2 separate regions of the Macaca mulatta genome follow, and region 1 is linked to region 2. A link is a contact called in public Hi-C data. All regions are on one chromosome and are shown on one strand. The core of a region is the stretch at or near the end of the contact, and the rest is flanking DNA. Distances in the headings are between cores, read along the strand shown.

Region 1 (2,700 bases), core at 133-2,632, 54 kb after region 2:
CAGGGAAATGCATTTATGGCGATTGAGCATGATTAATAGTGCATACCTCTACCTGCGACCCTGGGCTGCTCCGAGCCTCGCTGCAAGACTGAGTCAATCCTGCTAACGAAACAAGAACTGAGACAAGAGTGCAGTGAGGAGGCGCCAGGTGAGCTCCCCAGCACAGCCAAGCCAGCACCGACCCTGCCGCAGAAGCCCAGGGCCCAGATAATTCTAAATTAGCCCAATGCACAGGTGGCTGAGACCTCTTACTCCTGACTTCCTGCTGGGAAAATTTCCAGGCCTTCTGTACACCTCTTGAAATGGCACCTCTCCACCCTCATCCCCCCAACCCCACCCGACACACACGCACTGACCATTTCCCTGTCTGGATCGGATAGTGAGTACCAACAACACGAGGCCAATACTGAAGTCATTACACGCCCTGGCCAGGGGTGAGCGGGAGAAGCACCAACAAGTTGGCGCTCAGTAGATCCACGTCAAAAGGAATAATTTTAAAGCTGTAAACTGGAAAGGCTTCTGTTACTCTTTCCTCCTCTCCCCAATCCCTCTTGCCGAACTCCCCCCAGGGGTGGGCAGAAGGTTGGGGGAGGAGATCAATAGTGGCGGGCTCTCCCGGCTCTAAAAATCTAAAATGGAAACGAGAGGGCGGCCCCAGTCCGACCCCTCCCAGAGAAGACTACAGGCCGCAGCTCCCCCTCCGCCGAACCACCTTCCCCCACCCACAAATCTTCAGATTTCGGGGGCCGCCTTCGCCCGTTTCCTCCATAGCCCCTCTTCCGAACTTACCCCCAAAGCCAAGGCCTACACGCTTCGTACCTTAAAGTAGATCTCGTCCACCACCTCGTGGTAGGTCTTGAGCTCGTAGAGCTGTACTTTGAAGTAAGGCGACGACAGGATGTTGGTCAGGATCATGGGGTTGAGGTTCATGGTCTTCTCGTTGCCCCAGAGCGGGAGCACATTGCCCTGCTTGCCCGAGACCGCCGGCTTGGTAGCGCCGCCGCCGCCGCACTGCTGCTGTTGCTGAGCCGCAGCAGCGGCCGCCTGGTGCTGCGGCTGCGAGTTGCCTGTCAGCGCGGGGCTGTTGTTAGCCATGTTGCGGCGGAAGGAAGGAGGGAGGGAAGGAAGGAGGGGGGGGAGGGGGCCAAGCTCGATCTCGCTCTTCGGGACAACGGTCTGGGACCCTACTCCATGGAACGTCGTCGGGAGAAGGGGCCGCCTTGCTGTGCCCCAGCCGGGCAAGAGAGGGCACCCAGGGCGCCGACAAAAGGACCCCGGGCCGAGAGCAAACAGCGAAACCCAGTCCGCGAGAACTCCACGCAGAAGGGGAGCCGGCGGCAAGTGAGATCGATCTCTTCCGCCAACTGCCCCTGGGAACAAGATGGCGGACCCGGCGGATATGACGCCACGCACCCCAGCGTTCCAAGCTGAACTGCCGGCCAATCAGAGACGCCCAGGTGGGCTGGAGCGTCCTCTTCCTAGTTCCCCGCGTTCTCTGCACCTGAAGTCGCTGCAGTGACCTCCCTACCTGACTCTTAGGGGATTTCCCCTGAGAATTTGGGGGCCGGGGGAGAGGGTGGTAGGCTTAATCCGTTGTTGTTGTATTTTGACTGGGGGCTTGATTTCTTTTGTCGAGAGCTGAACCAGAAAGGGTTCGCATGGCTGCGATGTGCTTGCTAATATCGTGACTCTTGACTCCTGCAGAGTATCCGAGAGGGTCTCCTGGCGTCTGTTTTAAGGTTCTCTGGAAGGGACAATGGTCAGGGACCCCACTCCTCCGGGAGATTCTGATCAAAGGTCACGTCCTTCGCCAGCCTCTAGTGTCCAGCCAGAGGTCTTAAATTTATTCAACCGTAAGATTGAGATAACATCTGCCTGGGCTGTTGAGAGCACTGAAAAAGCTAATATACTTGTGGCGCTTAGTAGACTGTTCCAGGCATCTGGTAGGCGCCTTTTCTTTTCTCCCTGCTCTGGATCTTTCGATTCTAGGAATGTGTTCGGAGTGGTAAACATTGGGTGAGATACTGTGAAATGGGAATGGGGGTGTGAATGTGTGGGGAGTTTGAACGTTGCAATCTTAACTTCAGTGGCGCATACACAGAGGAGAAGAAAAGAATGACGATGGAAACTTTGGGGAAAATCCCATCTGGATGAAAATAAACCAGGAGGAGAGAGAGAAGACAAGCAGAAAAGTAGGTAAACCAAGAGACAGTTGTATGACAGAATACAAGGAAACAGAAAAAAATAAATAATGAATTGAGTGACTGATTAATGTTTAGAGCTGTACAGTACAAAAGTGGTAATCCTGTCCAGTTCCTTTGTTTTAGGTTGCAAGAGAACTAGAACCCTAAGAGGAGAAGCAGTTTTCACCTTCTTAGTAGTAAATCTTGTTTTTCTCTATAGTGGTTTTTATTAACTTCCAAAGGAAAACTGAAGATCCTAACCCCTGTGTCATGAGTTACCACGTTAGAAGTCCATAGAAAAAAATTTTTTTGAACCCATTTCTTACTTTTTGTGTATATATATTTTGCCTTGATAATAATAGTTTATTGAGTTTATTGAGTGACACATTGCCTAATCGTATGGCTTATTTTTAATTCCTCAGATACATGATCTTTCTGTATAGTCTTAAACAGTCTTTACCCCTAGTCACTTTGGATGAAAAGCTTGGTAGAGAGGTTGAGTTTGATATCTAAGTGT
Region 2 (2,700 bases), core at 175-2,674:
ACAATGTCTTTATCTATATGAGGATCAGAAGGAAAACGTGAAAAAGGGAAAAAGCTTATGATTCAATATGTAAAGAACTGGCTTAAATGCATACATGCTGATGTTAATAACATATATCTGGAAATTATTTATACAACACAATTTGTTACCCATTTTCACATAAATGTATTTAAATACCACTGTTTTAAAACACCCCCAAATCTTAAAAAGTCAGCCATGTAAATCTTGAAAAAGCAAACGCCAACCTTAAAATTAATCTTTTAAAAGATAATTTCATATTTTTCACCTATTTATACATTTGCTTAGTGCCTGCTATATGTTAAGCACTATCCCAGTTACTGATTTGGATTTTTAATTTTAGACAAGGAACTCCCAGAATTCTGCTGACTAAATCATTTCTGTTTTTTGTTCAACAAGTTGGACTAAGAAATACTTAGATGCTACACCCTTTCCACTACTAGGCCATAATTATTTTGAACTCAGAAATGCCAGACAATGATGGTTATTCCTGTTAGGTGGTTTCATTCTTTAACCTGCCAGACCTAGGTTTGGAGCGATGTTTATGAAAGTTGTGGATGACACCGCAGAACATCAGTAACCAATAAGAAGTCCGGTCCTAACAGCAGGGAGGGGGCCCCCGAGAGTGTAGGGAAAACGGAAGGAGCGGCGGCTCCAGCCCGGGCTATGCAGGAAGATGTCACGGCTGGACACCCGGTCATTCCAATGGTCCCTTCTCAAGAACTTTTCAGAAAGTAGGTTCCTCTCGGAATAGGGAAAGAGGAGTCTGTTAAACAGTGAGGGTTTTTTTTTTTTTTTTGAAAAGCACGGGTTGATACTAACACGAATAAGCAGAATAAACAGTCCTTGCAAACTCCAGTGTGGGGTGGAGATGGGGGCGGAATAAACAGCGCTCGAATTGTCTCGGATGGAGAGACATCCCCAACTGGTGGAGAGCGGACAAGAGCAGAGATGAGTAGAGAGTGCGGCCGAGGACAGGCGCGGGCCCCGCGGGAGGGAAAGCCGGGCCAGGGCAGCTCACCCCGGGCGGAGCTTCGCGGCCAGGAGCGCGGCCGAGGCGAGTGGGTGCCCGACGCCAACTAGAAGGCCGCGTCCCGTCGCACCCCGCCCATCCCTGGTGCTGGCAAGGAACAGGGCAGGGCAGGAAAGCAGGAAGAAGTCCTCACACAGATGCCAAAGCAACAAGTGCTCGCGGTGGCGACTCAACAGACCGCTGGGTTGGGGCTGCAAAACGAGACCCGGCACGGCAGCCTCCCGGCCTTCCCTCTCTCAACCCCTGCCCCACCGCACTCACTCTGCCACACGACGCTCTTTAGCCCCCTCTCTGCCACTGGCGGCGCCATCTTCCCGACACTGCGGAACAGCAGCCACCACCTTCCACTCCCAACCTACTTTGGCCGCAAAAGCGGCGTTGGGATGGCCCCGCCCCTCGCTGCAGGGGAAGGCCCCACCCCCTCTTGCAGACCTCGCCCTCCGGTGACGTCACGCGCGACAGCAAGGAAATTTCCGCCCACTGCCTGACGGAGGCCGCGTAGTATGGGTGGAAGCGCCGAGGGAAGTCGGGCGCCCCCTCGCGGGAGGCGGCTGTCGCCTGCGGTTCGACGTCCTGTGGCCTAGGAAGGCGAAGTGCCAAACCGATAGTGAGACAGGGCTGTCTATGAAATTCCGAGTTCACACATACACGAAGACTGGAGGATCCTCCCCTTTACAGAAGAACCCTTCACTTCGCGAGGCGATTCATAATAGATTTTACTCAGTAGCCATACCAACTACCTAATAGAAAATGTACTGTCCCCAAAAGTGTATTTCATTCATTTTTCAAGGACACAGTAATTGCGTAGAACTGTGAGGTACCCTCCAGTGTGCCAAGAACTGTGCTGGACTTTTGGAAGAGTCAAAGAAATGAGAGACCGACTCTTCCCCCTGAAGAATTTATAATCTAATTAAAGAGCGCGATTCCTGGAATGCTGCAGATAGTTAAAACTGGGTTTAAAAATGGAATGCCTTAATGATAAGATATACATAAATGAACCAACAAAACAATAATCATTTATTAACAAATTTGTGCAACAAATGTAGGGAGGGTCTGTTAATGCTGCAGAATCAAAAATTATCGTTGAAGGTTGATTCACAGAGGAGGAGATCTGAGCTCAAAGTTTAGGCAGAAATCTGTTTACTGACATGGTTCTTTTGGGACTTTAAATCAAAGTCATCAAACGTAAATTAGATCAGTTTAGTTGCTAAGAGCCCTAACTGTGAGATAACCATCATGACACTGGCAGAAAGTACGCTTTCCGAAAAGGATTTGCAAAGAACTAGTGGCTGTAAAGATTCAAACTGGTCACACAGAAGTAGAAGTGGTTAAATACTACTACTAATAATAATGTCTAATATTTACTGAGTGCTTACTTACCATATGCCAGGCACCATGCTAAGCAGATTACCTCACTGATCCTCAAAGCAACCCTAACAACAAGGAAACTGAGGCTTAGTGAAGTTAAGTAACTTGCCACGGATGCCCTTGGTGGTGGAGTGGGAACAAAGATCAGGCTTGGGCTACATGGAAAGCAATAGAGTAGTCTGTGGGATAACCCGCGATTTTTAGGAGAGAAAAGGAGAATGAAGAATTAAGAACAGGCTGGGCATGGTGGCTCACACCTGTAATCCCAGCACTTTTGGGAG

What was found. A called contact is a pair of places that touch in the nucleus more often than the background predicts.
Region 1: a contact with region 2 is called in a Hi-C map of fetal cortex germinal zone, with 2.4 times the contacts expected there. The contact joins the promoter of PRPF38B here to the promoter of STXBP3 in region 2. A contact is called at or near these places in 4 of 14 Hi-C or Micro-C datasets (blood, cortical neurons, fetal cortex germinal zone and 1 more).

What each region holds. Positions count from the first base shown.
Region 1 is chr1:131,622,613-131,625,312 of T2T-MMU8v2.0, forward strand. PRPF38B (pre-mRNA processing factor 38B) reads right to left here and starts at 1,383. Exons shown (of 6, transcript XM_028830952.2): 1 at 820-1,383.
Region 2 is chr1:131,569,047-131,571,746 of T2T-MMU8v2.0, forward strand. It overlaps STXBP3 (syntaxin binding protein 3), which reads right to left and starts at 1,425. Exons shown (of 23, transcript XR_013400383.1): 1 at 1,313-1,425.